Linked DNA regions of Mus musculus: all the other regions are linked to region 1. The links are chromatin contacts, called in public ChIA-PET and HiChIP or PLAC-seq maps. All regions are on one chromosome and are shown on one strand. Each heading gives the region's core, a stretch centred on a gene start, on an enhancer-like site or on the middle of the called end of the contact. The rest is flanking DNA. Distances are from core to core; before and after follow the strand shown.

Region 1 (4,971 bases), core at 1,764-4,263:
GTGCTAATAGAGCATCACTACCACTTCAAGCTGAGCCAATGGTAAGCATCTTCCCCTGGATCCCACCCTACTCCTCAATGTTTATAAAGTCCCTATACACATTAAGTAAAGGGCATAAGTTATTTCACTAAGAACAGTCTGAGTGGCTGTTTTACTGTATTGTAACACTCTGGGGAAGAATTTTCCTTCCTGAAGAGACCATCGCTGAACCTTAGGCCTGCTTGGCAGGCTGGGCTCACACCCTTGTTGGCCCTGTAGCTACTGCTGCCCTTGCCACTGGCATTAGCAGGTGAGACCTGGGATCCAGAGTTCCTGCCCTGTGCGGGCTTCCCTTCTGAGAGCTGTTTCCAGATGGACCAGAGAACCATAGAATCCCTGGTTCAGGGAAGGATGATGGAGGTGAGAGAGAGAGATAAGAGACAGACAGACAGACAGACACATACACACACACACACACAAACACACACACACACACACACAGAGAGAGAGAGAGAGAGAGAGAGAGAGAGAGAGAGAGAGAGAGAGAGAGCAGAGCCAGCCTGAGTCTGCCATACATGCTGTGTGCTATGAATGGCAGAACTAGAGAAATGGAGCCTTTTGGAGCTCAGAAGAGTATGAAGTCAAGTTTTTGAGTTGTACTTTCGGACTTAGGGTTTCTTCTCATTTTATTATGACTGTTTCCTGATTCTTTCCTCTTGGAGTAAGAAAGTATATAACTTAATTTTGATTTTACAGGAGTGCACAGTTGAGAGACTTTGAATATATTTTAAGAGATGGAACGTTAAAACTGCATGAGTTTGGGACTGGAGAGATGGCTGTAGTTAAGAGCACTGATTGCTCTTCCAGAGGTCCTGAGTTCAATTCCCAGCAACCACATGGTGGCTCACAACTGATACCCTCTTCTGATCTGTCTGAAGAGAGTGACAGTGCATTCACATACATAAAATAAATCTTAAAAATAAATAAAACCCCTGAGTTTTAAAGTTACTTATGTCATATATTATTAGTATTATATGAGATCTTAGGGATAAAAAAAATAAAGGAACAGAGTTGAATAATTTATTTGCATACCAAGTTGTCAAGGGTCAATTATCCTGGTTGGGCTTTGTTTTTGTTTTTTCCTCAACTTGACACAAGCTAGAGTCAAGGATCTGAGAAGAGGATAGTGGACTAAACCTCTGAATGTAAGGCAACCCCAATTAAATGTTTTCCTTTTATAAGAGTTGTGGTCATGGTGTCTCTTCACAGCAATAGAACATTGACTAAGACAAACTGTGACCCAGGATATTTAAGCCAAATAAGCCTTTTGCTCCCAAAGATGTTTTGGTCATGGTGTTTTATAACAGCAATAGAAACCCTAAGACAACATGTAACACTTCAAACTATATAGTCTGAAGTTTTAATTGGTTAATCATTCTTGTAGGAAGTTAAGTGTAAGGTGGTATTCTTTCAGGAACTTTTGTTCATAGAAGTTCATGTTTATGTGAAATGAGGAATAATGTACACACTGCAGTTGGTAGTCTAGCGGGACAATAGAGTTCGTGTCTTCTGTGTTTTGTTTTGTTTTTCTCTTCTGCTTAGTTGTTCTGTCCATTATCAACACTAGGATATTAAAGTGTCTAAACAGTGTTCTTCTATTTCCTATTTCTACGTTCATTTGTCAGGACTTGCTACATGTACTTTACTGATATTTTATGTGCACATGCATGTATATTCCTGTGGTACTGTCTTACTGATATTTTGATTTAATAAGACAGTGTGGTATTGTCATAAAAACACCTAATTAATAAACTATGTCATTAACTAATCACTGATAAATTCAAAGGCTACACACACACACACACAATTTATTTGTTTGTTTATTTTTATTCCCTTCCCCCCTCCCCCAGACAGGGTTTCTCTATGTAGCTGCTGTCCTGGAACTTGCCTGGAAGTCACAGAGATCCATGACATAATATTTTTAACACCACTCATGTTGGGTAAACATGCAGAAGAATGGAACTGGACCCTTCCTTTATACATACAGAAATATCAAGTAAAAATGGGTTAACCACTAAAATTTAATATCTGAAGCTATAAAACTCCTATAAGAAAAAGGTGAGAAGAAACTTCACCAAAACTGATGCTTTTTTTCCCCCTTAAACATATAACACCAAATTCACAGAGAATTACCACCAAAAAAAAAAAAAAGTACGTGTGATTATGGTAAACTGAAAAAAAAAAAACATGAACTAGATGAAAATTTAGCTTACAAATCAAATATAAAGGTTGCTATCCAAGATATTAAGGAATTCATACAACTTAACAGCAGCAAAACCTCTATCTTGTTCTTGGCTTCCTAGAAAAACAGAGTTCGTGAGAAGGGGTTTGGGTCTTTTGACTTACAGAAGCAAGGTCCGCAAGGAGAATGAGTGTGCACAAAGGAAGACAAGGCTGGGGTGGACTCTGTTCAAAGACCGGCTTCTGTCTCATTGCATGAGCCCGGGAAAATTCCCGCATCTAGAGCGGAAAGACCTTGCCTACCAAACACGTGGCCCCCTACGGTTTAGAGGTTCCTTCCAGAGGACAGCTTTCCAAAGAAGGGGAGCACACTCACTGATTGCCAATCGCATCAGGATCGCTTAATCTGCAGGCTTGCCCCAGACCCGAGTCTGTCAGAGTCGTCCTGTCAGAAAACTGGGGCCATAACACCAGGAGGAAGTGAGTAGGACTAATAATACACCAGAAACACCAGCAGCTAAATACTGCACCGACACTGGGCAGCGCTAGATGCGCCTGGCTCAAGGCGCACAAACTTGGAATCCTGAGATGGCGGGGCAGGTGCGGGGACTCTCGGTGGCACCGGAAGCGAGGCTCCCGAATGGATCAGCCGGGGATTCCGTGGACCTTTGGGTTCGGGAGGAGGCAGGGACTCCCGGGAGAATCACCCCGGGGCCGGTCCGCGGGGAACGTCGTCAGGGAGCGACCGCGGGCACTCGCCACTCTGACGTACTTCCTGTGCGCTGGGGCTGGCGAGGCAGGCTGGGAGGGAGCTCTTGACAGTCCGGGTGTGGGCTCTGGGTGCGGGTTTGCAACGCCCGCTGTTACACTAAGTTTCGGGCCGACCGGCCCAGCGGCAGGGCAGAATGCGGCTGGGCTCCGGGGCCTTCGCTGCCAGCTGCGTAGCGATTGAGGTGATCGGGGTCGCGATATTTATTCGGGGATTCTTCCCAGCTCCTGTTCGTTCCTCTGCTAGACCAGAGCACGATGCAGAGACCCCAGCGCCCGAACCCGTAGCAGGTATAGCCCCCCGCCCCCATCTCGGTGGTTCCCGCTTTCATTCTGCCCCACCACGGAAACAATTTGTATTGTTTTAGTGTTGTTTGTGTATCATACACCTTCGAGGCATTCGCAGCCTCCCGCCCCATGTCGACCTATGTGATAATCAGAGGATTCCCAGAGTAACTCCGACTTTGCGTCTTGTTTGCCGCTGTTCAGTGATTCGTACCCCTTTTCCTAATAATCCTTTCAATCACTACCAATTTAGGTTTCCAGTTTTGGACCCATAGGGCATAACAGGTGATGTTTCTTCAGATCTCCTCCAGTTTTCTACAACTCTCCCCCAGAAGACCTCCCGGCCCTCAGTGCTTAGGGCCTCTCTGCATTAGCACCCTAGTAGCCTCACCAACACAGAAATAAACACCTGATACCCACTCCGCTGCAGTGAAACAGGTCCATATAATCACAGCCACTGGACATGTAAACCCATAGGTTCACTGCCTGCAAGACTAGGCTTTAGGGCAAGCTCAGGGAGGCACAGTTTCCAACTGTATGTCTCTTAGGTAGAAGTGGCCCTGTCCTGGACTCTTCACCTTGCTAAGAGTAGTGCACTACACATTCCTGGGATACCTACTCATTGTTAACATACTGTCCAGCCTAGCCAGGAGATGCCCTTCTTGGTAGTCACCTGCAGGCTGGTTACAACCCTTGAAGGAACCTTCACAGTTGTCTTGTTTGGTTTCTTAGAAAATTAACACAACACTGGCTACCCAAAATGGGCCTTCTTTCAGGTTGAAATAGATTTGATGTGTGCTAGAAGAACAAAGGAAAAAGACATTGAAGGCAATGGAGTGCTGAATGGAGTTTAAAATTTAATTTCCCCTTTTCTAAATACTTTTAGGAGTCCGTTCGAACTGGACCAAGCTGCCACCACCTCTCTTCAGTAAAGTGGTTATTGTGTTGATAGATGCATTAAGAGATGATTTTGTGTTTGGGTCGAAAGGTGTGAAGTATATGCCCTACACAACGTATCTGGTAGAAAAAGGAGCATCTCATAGCTTTGTGGCTGAGGCAAAGCCACCCACAGTTACTATGCCTCGAATCAAGGTAAATTTAACTTGGTTAAATTTTATGAATCATGACTTGGCTCTTTTGAAGGTTTAGAGCGATTATTTAACCGACTTGGAGACCCTGTTTTAATAACATGGGAAATATTTCAGTGTTGTCAGTGTTGCTGGGCAGTGGGGTGCTGAGGAAATCCCATAATAAGGTAATCTTTTTACCCCTTGTTAAGTAGCTGAAGTTCATCCCTCATGGAAAGGGGGAGGGATTTAGAACCAGATTTTCCAGGCCACCGTAGTCCAGGAGGTATCCTCCTTTGTGGTGGCCTATTGTGTTCCTTAGTCGTCAGGCTTGAGGGAGCCTTTGGGCATATTCAGCCTAGTTCATTAACTGTATATACAAGAAGACAAACTCGGTCAAGTTAAATTATTTGTCAGAATTATACAAAATGATCAAAGAACTATGAACTGGTCTGAAGAGCTGTTACTTCTACTACATAATTTGTTGTTCAGTCTGATGAGGGCACTTCTGAAGTGCATTGTGCTTTACCTAAGAATTGTGGCGGGGGTGGGGGGTGGGGAGGCTGGAGAAATGGCTCAGAGGTTAAGAACACTGACTGCTCTTTCAGAGGTCCTGAGTTCAATTCCCAGC
Region 2 (4,971 bases), core at 1,492-3,991, 390 kb before region 1:
ACAAACAAATTCAAAAATAAATATATGGTCCTGAAATAAGTGTTTTGATATATGTTGAAAGATAGTAGTAGAAAATAAGGAGTTGACTTAATTAAGAAACTCAAGGATTTAAAATAAGTGTTCTACAACACTCACAGCCAGTAAATATGGCTATTACTCTTGCACTGATAAGGTAATTTTTATAAAATATACTGAATTACTCAGAGAGAAAATAAGTGATAAATATATACCCTTTAGATAAAGTTTAGTGTTTGATATGACTCTTTATTAAAAAAATATATATTCTAGAAAATCTATAATAACATACTTATGCCCTAAACATTTTTAAAATCTGATATATAATAAACCAAATTTCAAATATATTTGAAAATAAAAACCATTTCATAGTGAGATTGCTTCCACACTGATTTACCTGTACTACATATTTAGATTTCTGAGTACTGAATTTACTAAAAAGCTAGGACGTTCAGCACAACTGTAATATCAAATTGCCTTTACTGTTGAAGACATTTAATAATTAGGCCATTTATCATAACTATAGTCTGTTATAGGACATTTTTTAAAAAAACTAAAATATTTAAAATACTTACTATGATTTTCTTACAGTCCTTCCCTCTGCATAGCTCTGTATAGGTTGAATACTGCACATATATGATCCAGCTTCCGACAAAAACCACCAGCCAGGAAAAGAAAAGATACTTCACCCGCATGTAGGACAACCGAGCCTGCAAGCAAAGGTCACATGACAGTCAGTCAGCAGCAAGCTGGCACTCACCGCACTGGAACGGGCGTTCTCCTTGCTTGGAGAAGCACAATGTATAATCCAAGCTTTTATATGGCAGCTCTAGAACAAAGTGCATTGTCAAGAAGCCCAGACAACATGGGTCTTAGGAAAGTAAGGGAAACAAATACCCTTTCAGGATGTACGTTCGGCATCTCCAATGCCATTCAGGCCACTTACTCAATAAAGCACAACACCACTTCTAGACCAGGCGAGCAGACAAAACACTGTTTCAAGTGAGAATTTTAAAGGTCTTTATGAATAATCATAGTAATACTTAATATTTTAGCCAGGCAGTGCTGGCACACTCCTTTAACCCCAGCACTTGGGAGGCAGAGACAGGTGGATCTCTGTGAGTTCAAGGCCAGCCTGGTCTACAGAGCAAGTTCTTTTTTTTTTTTTTTCCCGAGACAGGGTTTCTCTGTGTAGCCCTGCCTGTCCTGGAACTCACTCTGTAGACCAGGCCTGCCTCAAACTCAGAAATTCGCCTGTCTCTGCCTCCCAAGTGTTGGGATTAAAGGCATGTGCCACCATGCCCGGCTCAGAGCAAGTTCTTAACACTAACCCTGAGTCCCAAATAGCCAGTACTACATAGGAAAACCCTGCCTGATCTGGTGTGTGTGTGTGTGTATGTGTGTGTGTGTGTACACAAGTCTGTAAAAATAAGATTTATCCAGGTATGTTGGTAGAAACCTGTATTCCAGCACTTGGGAGGTAGAGGTAGGAGAATCAGAGGTTCAAGGTCATTGTTAGTTATACTGAGTTGCCAGACAAGGCTATATAAGATCCTGTCTCAAAGAAGAAAAGCAAAGCAAAACAACAACAAAAAGAAAAACAAAAAGAAAGAAAAGCAAAAATTATTCCTTGCACGCCAATGGGCAAAGCTACACAACAGGCTCCCCTTTGCAATGTTTTGTGTGCGCTGCTCTGATATCTGATCTCAGCTGTTGATGCCTTTCTACATCAGCCATAGATCAAGCCATTCAATATTCAAACGTGGCGGTTGGTCAACACAGCCTGATAGTTACTTTTTGGATCTAGAGTTCCAGTGGTTCGATTTAATAAACAGTAGAACTGAGGTCTACAGATAGAACTGAGCAGAATAAATTAAGGATGCACACACACAATGAAAAGCTAGTTTTGCTTTTATATTCCCAAGCCAGTTTCTCACACTTGGAAACAGTAGAATACTGTGAGCAGGATGAGCTTGCAGAGAAAGCAGAAAGAGACTAAAGAGCCATGGTGCACGAGCAGGAGACAGCAAGCTCAAAGGGAAAACACACCCAACTCAGCAAGCACAAAGGGAAATGGTTCTATCTGCAGTTCAGACATCTGTCCTCAAGGGGTTTCACAGATGGTGAATCCCAGTACAAATAATTCAGGCCTTTGAGGGGTTTGTTTGTTTGTTTGTTTGTTTGTTTGTTTTTGTTTTTTGTTTTTTGTTTTGTTTTGTTTTTTCGAGACAGGATTTCTCTGTATAGCCCTGGCTGTCTTGGAACTTACTCTGTAGACCAGGCTGGCCTTGAACTCAGAAATCCGCCTGTCTCTGCCTCCCAAGTGCTGGGATGAAAGGCGGGCACCACCATGCCCGGCTGAGTCCTTTGAGTTTTATTACTAATTGTAAAAGCACTTTTAATGCAAAACATTTTTATATAGCACTAAGTGAATTCACACACACACACACACACACACACACACACACACACACACCACAAAATTAAATCACATGCAACACAATGGACCCAAGAGGCCTGTCTAAAAATCATTTGAGATTACTGGACCTAAGAAGTGTGATCATCAGCTATAAACTGACACGTGCTAGCATTCTGAGCCTCCACTAAGATTAAAGCCTGCAAAGCATGCTGTGCACCAAGCAGACACACACACACACAAAGTCCCCGTGCAAGAAGAGATCAACAATGCTGCCATTGGCTACAGCCGAAAAGGAAGGAAGCTCTGGATCGGATCAAACCTCTAGCTGCAACCACCCGTTCACAGGAAATGGTGGAGACAGCCGGTAGCACTGGCAACCTTGAAGCAAAGGACAGTTTGTGGCAAACTCCAGACTGTGGGAAACATGCAATACAAAGAGACCATTTCTTCAACAATTAAGTCACAAGGGTTAAGTCTAGACAAGGAGAAACTTAAGATTGGAAAATATTTATGAAACACAAGACAAAACCAACGAACAACAAGGAAACCAAAATGTATGCTAACACAGAGTGGGAAGCTATCAGTGCCCCAACCCGGAGGTAGAACTATAGGCAACTAAGCAACGATGAGCAGGGTAGACAGCCTTCTCAGAGTCACATCAAAGGGTTACCCAACACCACACAGTCAACCCTGAAATCAGTTACATAAATGAACCTTATACGGACTGAGCAGGTAGGTTGTAGTTGTATATTTAGGAATATATTATATATGTATGTACAATTTAAGAAAAAGAAGCCATGAATTCGAGGTGTGTGAGTGTGGTCTGGAGAAAGGAAAGGGAAGAAGAAAATGGTATCATTTTAATTTCAAGAAAAACTAAGAAAATGAAGTTTGAAAGTTTGGAAGTCAGCACTTGGGGCACAGAGGCTGACCTTCTTGAGCTCTAGACCAGTCAGGGCTACAAAGTGAGACCATCTCAAAACAAAACAGAATGAAACAAAGGGAAAATGGTATTGGTGACACAAGTCAAAAGTTTTTTTTTTCTGTGTGTGTATGTGTGTGTGGAGAGGTGTGTATTCAAGTGCCACAGGACAAGTGTGGTGGACAATTTGTGGGAATTAATTCTGTACAACCAACATGTGGCACCAGAGGTTGAATTCAGGTCCCCAGTTTGACGGTGCTAAGTCATCACATCCACACGCCTCTCTCCTCTCTCCTCTCTGTCTCTCCCATCTCTCTCCTCTCTTCTCCCTCCCTCCCTCCCTCCCTCCCTCCCTCCCTCCCTCCCTCCCTCCCTCCCTCCCTCCCTCCTTCCTTCCATCAGGTCCTTCCTCCATTCTAATTTTTTGAGTGCTGGGGACCAGACCCAAGGTTCTGTGCAAGCACGTGTCCCCGGAACTAATCCCTAAGCCTCACAAAGTACCACTAATACTTGGGAGACAATTGATAATTTGAAGTGCTGAGGATCACGCAGGAGGAATAATAAATGGTTTTAGAACTCATGGAAAGAATTTGGCTCACCGGTTAGCACAGCCAGGACGGTGTCTCTCAGTTGAGGCATGGTTCTGAGGACATCATGTTGTTGTGCAGTTCTGCTCTGCTTGCTGCCCTCACATCCCTCTTAATCTAAGAATTATGTGAAAACTCTAGGGGGCTTCCAGCCCCTCACTGGGCAGTATCTCTGGCACTCACAGTACTAATCCTTGATCTCTCTCAGGCATTGCTGCTGGAGCAGATTATTATCATTGCACTAGAGAAGAACTTAGAGACCTATTGTGAGCAATGACCACCAGCCTTAAAAAACTTTTGGAAAAAGAATGTTAGTGAAGCTGGGCTGAGATGCTTTTACTACTGGCTTTGATGTAGAACATCTTGGGGAACAATTTGAAGTTCAGAAAGGAACTCTGTTATTAGTTACGCGAGGAGCTTTTACGTTCAGGGACAAGAACAATGGCAGCACTAGCTCACGTGACTCTCTCTGAGGCTGAACTGGTGATGATAAATTTCTTATATCCATTTTTTTTGTTTTTGTTTTTTTGTTTCTTTTGTTTTTGTTTTTTGAGACAGGGTTTCTCTGTATAGCCCTGGCTGTCCTGGAACTCACTCTGTAGACCAGGCTGGCATCAAACTCAGAAATCCACCTGCCTCTGCCTCCCGAGTGCTGGGATTAAAGGCATGCACCACCACGCCTGGCTGATTTTTAAAAAAAAAAATATTTACTTATTTATTTTATGTATGAGTACACTGGAGCTATCTTCAGACAAATCTGAAGAAGGCATCAGATCCCATTATAGATGGTTGTGAACCACCATGTGGTTGCTGGGAACTGAACTCAGGGTCTCTGGAAGAGTAGTCAGAATTCTTTTTTTTTTTTTTTTTTTTTTTTTTTTTAGAATTATTTATTTATCCAGAAGACGGAGTCAGATCTCGTTAAGGATGGTTGTGAGCCTCCATGTGGTTGCTGGGTTTTGAACTCCGGACCCACTGAGCCACCTCACCAGCCCAGTAATCAGCATTCTTAACTGCTCAGACATCGC
Region 3 (4,971 bases), core at 1,426-3,925, 380 kb after region 1:
GAATTATGCTGAATATTTCTATTTCTGCACATGCTTCTGGGATATGGCTGGGTCACTTGGAAGCTGGGGGATCCTCTGGGTCTCATTTTCACACATCATCAGGAAGGGGCAGAACTACTTGGTCTGGGTGAGTCTCCCCCACTTCAACTGAGGAAAGCTTATTTTTAGATTCTAGCAACTGCACTTGAACTTCGGGGTCTGACTTGGGCTGTGGACACTGTCTGACTGAACGCAGTGTTTCCTGTTCTAGAATTTTCCACGCTTGTTTTCTCTGTCCTTTCTGGAGGCCCTCGGTGCTGGATGGGGTTCTCTTCTTAAGTCTCTGGAAATCAGTGGATTTTTGTCCTCTTGCCCTCTAACTTGCATCTCACCTGGGCTCTGCCTTGGGCTGTTGAGGACAGTTGTTGGCAGCCATCTCCCGAGAAGTGCCTGTCTCATGTCTTCAGTGGCTTCCACACATATTTGTCACTGTTAATTATTTCAGGTGAGAGTACAAATCTAATCCTTACTACAGTTCAGTTTTCTGCAGGTCTCTTTAGCGGCATATGCACTTTTCAGCCTCTGCAGCTGATCCTGAGCTATCCTCAGTACGGTTGATTGTCTACCTTGTTCAGCCGCACTTCCAGACCATCACAGAGCCTGGTCTTACCAGGGCTCAGAGAATGAGGATCACAGAGAATTAGGAACCGCAGAGTTTACCTCTGCTGGCAGATGCTGCAAACAAACTTGTGATGCTCTGGAGTGGGATTGTCGAATGGACAGGGAATGGCCAACGGCCTAGGTTTCACTTTTAAAGGGGCAGGGCTTGCAACTCCGGTTTCGGGTTCCAAAGAGCAGTGAGGCGAGCCTAGCCAGGTTCCAAAGCTGCGCAGCGGTTTCCGGACAGCAGGAGTGGATACCCTGTGAGCACCGGGCAGGACGTGGAGGGGCGGGGCGGGGCTGGGGTGGTAAATTCCCTCCATAGCTGCCTAACCTATCACCTCCGCCAGGGGGCAGCGTGTTCTTTCACCGGGCAGGGGTAAGGAGTGGAGAACCTGGGCAGGTGGGCCACAGGGAACAGGTGCGGGGGCTGGGGGCTGGGGGCTGGGGGGGGGGGGGCGGCGGTCTCTTCAGCAGGGAACATATAAGGTGAAGGAGGCTGGAGGTGGTGACCAGGGGTTTAGGGCCTAGTGGCCAGGCAGAAGGGAAGCATAGAGTAGTGTTTCTCCCTTCCTGGCACACCTGTACTGACACACCTGTCTTTGAACAAGCCTCACTCACCTGTGGTCTCTGCACCTTCCCGTCTAACTTCAATCCATTGCCTACCTTTTTCTGCCCATTGGGCTCATTTGCTTTTAACCTCCCCACACTACAGAGCCACCTCCACACACAACTGCTCTTGGTTGGCAGCAACACAATGTTGTTGCACTACATGCTTCGGTGGCATCTCCTCACAAAACTTTCTGTGGAGCCAGGACCTACTCAGACTAGTCAGGACCCACTCTGTCTGTTTTAAATGCTTTCTGTGACCCCAGTACTAGCCCAAATTCTCTGGTAGCCCAGAGAAAGTTCCATGGGCTGCTTCTGAGACACAGCGTTGCAGTTGAGATGGGTACTTGGACCTTCATGCAGAGGAGACAAGGTTCACCTCCATTTGCCCACACTAGCCCAGAAACAGAATTTGGGGCTAGGAACACTAGGCTATTCCTCGGTTTCATTTTTCTCTGACAGGCTTCCGGAAAGAGGGGGTGCTTCTTAGCTTAGAGAAGAAAAGTTGTTTGGATCAGGGTCCTTGAAAGCGGAGCTTAGGAGTGGTCTCTTGGGAGGCACTACCGGGGCGTCAAAAATTATGGGATTTATGTTGAGAAAACTGGCAAGACTCATGTTTTGATGAATTTTGGCTCTGGTGAGTGAGGGTAGGCAGGAAGCTGTCTGGAGAGATCGCGGGGGATGGATCAGGATGCTGCTGAAGGGAGCTAGTGAGGTTTGGGAAACTCACCAGTCTTTCTGTTTGATGGGTGCAGGGGTACAGCAAGACACTTGCTAAGTAGCAAAGACAAAAGGGTGTGTTGATTACTATCACAAAGCAGGTGAGGTGCAGAGAAGTATCCAGGTGGGCTGTAGGACCCTCTCAGCCTTCCTAAGGTCCTAGGTACAACTAGATGCTCAAGTCAGGGCTTCGTTGGACTCCAGCACTGGAGATCTGCGCCATCTCCCCCCCCCCCCCCGCACCTTACCCCCCCACCCCCACCCCCCCACCCCCCGCCCTCAAACCAGAGCAGCACAGCGGCCTCTCTACTCACAAAAGCTCGAAGGTTCCGTTCAGCTCCCTTCCTCCTGTTTAAAGCCGGGAGTAGAGACAGTGCAGTAACGGCCAGCTCTGGGGGCCAGGGGCCTAGCTGGTGCAGATACCGAGTGGGCTCCGCGGCCATCAGCTGGTCTTCAGGCTAGCGGGACCGCGCGTTCCCAGAGCCCAGGGGCGGGGGCGCGGCGAGGCAGGGCCGACTGGGCGCGCTCCGGGGAGCCGCCAGCCTGAAGGGCAGAAGCACTGCGAGGGTTAAGCAGCGAGCCTGGCGGGCACGTGTGCGGATTGGAGCAAAGTTTCGGGGAGGGGCGGGGAACGGGGCGGACTGGGGCTCGCAGATTGGCCGGAAGTTGTGCGGGGCGGAGCTCAGGGCTGCTCCGCGCTCGCTCCGGGAGAGTTGACAAAGCCCCGCAGGGAAGGACGCCTCGCGGCGCGGCGCCCCGGGCCCCTCGCCCCGCCGCCCCTCTTCCCCGCCCTCGCCAAGCCTCGCCGTTTATCCGCGCGGACAGCGCGCCCCGCGCCCCAGCCCGGCCCCAGCCGCCAGCGCCCAGGTAGCGCCGCCCCGCCCAGGCCGGGCCCGGGGGCGCGGGGGGCGGGATGCGGCGCCCGGGGCAGCGATGACCGCGTCGCGCTGCTCAGGGGCCCGGCTCTGACCCCGTTGCCTGCTGCGCGCCCCCGCGCTGATCCCTGTCGAGGTGAGCCGGGCTGTACGTCCGCGACCCCCGGAGGGAGGGCTGGAATGGGTTAGAGTGCGGGGCGCGAAGGGCAGGGCCGCGATCACTGTGCGGGGCGGGAGCCGGGCTCGCGCCGTAGCTGCTCCTGTGGGGCCCGCGGCCCTGCCCCGCGCCCCGCCCCCCCTTGAGCCCCACGTGGGCCCCCCAGCGCAAATTTGTCCGCTAATGGCGCAGGCGATTATCTGCGGGGCCGCTCGGTGTTGTGTGTCCCGCGGGCAGGGCCCGAGTTACAAGCGCCAGGAATCCAGACGGTGTTTGGAAAGGGGGCGGCGGGGGCGGCTGGTAATTAGTGTAAACCCTTTGTCTGCCTTTGATACGCTCAGCGTCTACGCGCCTCGCTTCCTTTGCCTGGAGCTCGGCGCCGAGGGGGGCCGGACCCTGGCTCTGCGGCCGCGACCTGGGTCTTGCGGGCCTGAGCCCTGAGTGGCGTCCAGTCCAGCTCCCAGTGACCGCGCCCCTGCTTCAGGTCCGACCGGCGAGATGACGCGGAGCCCCGCGCTGCTGCTGCTGCTATTGGGGGCCCTCCCGTCGGCTGAGGCGGCGCGAGGTGAGTCCTGGCGCCCAGTCTGGCGCTTTGGCCTCTGCAGCGCCGCCCCTTTCCCACCAGCCCTGAACTCTGCCACACAGTGCCCGCCTGGCACACTCCTCCCCTCCCTGTCTGCTCCATCGCAGCAGATCCTCCCCCCAACCCCCATCCTTAACCTGAAGTACTGTCGGTTTTACATGCCTCTACCTCACTCTTGGGGTTACCTAGTCACAATCAGATACCCCCAGCTCACCCTCTTTGGCTGACACCTCATGTAAAGGGCCCCAGAATCATTTGACTGTTGGCCTTGCCTAGGTCCTTTCCAGGACAGCCTCATAATCTTGCATAAACACACTTTCAGGTGCATATCTAGATGGAGAGCAGGTGGTTGTCACCCCTCCCCCAGATTCTTGGGGAGTGGACTCTTTGTGGGAGCAGAAAACCTAATTGGGTCCCTGGGAACTTGCAGAGACTCACACAGTGCCTAGCTGAATATAGAGAACATTGGTGATATCTTGGTGATTGGAGCTCGCTCTGATCCAGCCCTCAGCTGACCCAGCTCTGGACCCTTGGCTTGCTTATCAATTACAGGTAGCATAGTCTACCATCTGGGAGTCCCCAGAGCACAGAACATCACTACAGTAAAGGTGGAAGATCTTAGACCACAGGGTCACACACTATGTTGTTGCAGGATACACCACACTATGGCTTGGCTACATCACTCGTCTTCTGGGGAGCTCTGCCCTAGACCTAGCCCTGGCAGAGGGCACCCAGAGCTGATGGGTGATACATGCCCGTAGATTTTTGGCCACTGTGTTCCAGTGTCACGGGGCACAGTGCTGGGCTCCCCTATGGTTAGGCAGGACTGATGGCCAGGCGGGCCCTTTGGGTGTGTTGGCCACTCAGGACTGTCCTTGCTCTGTCCACCAGTCCTCTGAGGCTTCGCATCTCCTCCCCCCGCCACTAGCGCGGGCGCACTGAGCCCAACCTGGCCTTATATGGCCACGTTTGGTGTTGGGCGGCGGGTGGCGGCCCAGGTGGGCCTTATGCCACTATAACCCCCCTTCTTCTGCTTGGGGACTGGCTGGCTGGAGGGTGGGGGCTGTCCAGGCACAGCTGGGCTGGACAGTGTCCTGGGCATGTAGGCACTTGGGCCATGCTGGGTGAGTTGTCTCTTCACCCTCCCCCCCCCCCCAACTGGTGGCCCAGTCTATGATTGGTCTTTTATCTGTTTGGATACACCCCATCCCTGCACCTGCCTCTTCTTTGGCTGCTCAGCAAAGGAGGCTCTGAAGGCTCCTGCCCTGCCATGATCACTGGCTGGAGCTTCAGGCAGATTGATGGGTGGCAGTGGGCAGCAGCACTACCTTTTGGTGACGGTCCTAGAGGGTCCACTGTTTCTGCCTTTGTCTCCCTTGGCCACAGTC

The links. ChIA-PET counts read pairs in DNA pulled down with a chosen protein or histone mark. HiChIP or PLAC-seq counts read pairs in DNA pulled down with a chosen protein or histone mark.
Region 2: an RNA polymerase II ChIA-PET map of memory CD8 T cells shows a contact between it and region 1, with 7 read pairs. The contact joins the enhancer-like site here to the promoter of Pigg in region 1. A contact is called at or near these places in 3 of 39 promoter capture datasets (3T3-L1-derived adipocytes, liver and maxillary cranial neural crest), 4 of 484 Hi-C or Micro-C datasets (Th1 cells, cerebral cortex, cortical neurons and 1 more), 4 of 115 datasets of contacts at active chromatin or transcription factors (astrocytes, embryonic limb bud, embryonic stem cells and 1 more) and 1 of 9 other capture datasets (liver).
Region 3: an HNF4G HiChIP or PLAC-seq map of pancreatic cancer cells shows a contact between it and region 1. The contact joins the promoter of Fgfrl1 here to the promoter of Pigg in region 1. A contact is called at or near these places in 2 of 39 promoter capture datasets (the C10 cell line and pre-B cells), 2 of 484 Hi-C or Micro-C datasets (both in embryonic stem cells), 3 of 115 datasets of contacts at active chromatin or transcription factors (embryonic stem cells, large pre-B cells and pancreatic cancer cells) and 3 of 9 other capture datasets (adipose tissue, liver and pancreatic islet).

The regions. Positions count from the first base shown.
Region 1 is chr5:108,309,800-108,314,770 of GRCm38.p6, forward strand. It overlaps Pigg (phosphatidylinositol glycan anchor biosynthesis, class G), which reads left to right and starts at 3,014. Exons shown (of 13, transcript NM_001310689.2): 1 at 3,014-3,279; 2 at 4,160-4,365. The coding sequence starts at 3,126.
Region 2 is chr5:107,923,995-107,928,965 of GRCm38.p6, forward strand. Dipk1a (divergent protein kinase domain 1A) reads right to left here. Exons shown (of 5, transcript NM_026062.4): 2 at 591-725. Among named protein-coding and RNA genes, the nearest start is that of Gm26387, 19 kb to the left of the region's middle. Within about 2 kb of position 2,742, at least 78 of the 459 cell types and tissues checked have an H3K27ac peak or open chromatin away from gene starts, as enhancers often do. A contact at or near this core is called in Th1 cells and memory CD8 T cells, where this site is marked.
Region 3 is chr5:108,691,554-108,696,524 of GRCm38.p6, forward strand. Fgfrl1 (fibroblast growth factor receptor-like 1) reads left to right here and starts at 2,676. Exons shown (of 7, transcript NM_054071.2): 1 at 2,676-2,979; 2 at 3,342-3,565. The coding sequence starts at 3,499. Gm42151 (predicted gene, 42151) reads right to left here and starts at 2,513. Exons shown (of 2, transcript NR_168910.1): 1 at 2,283-2,513.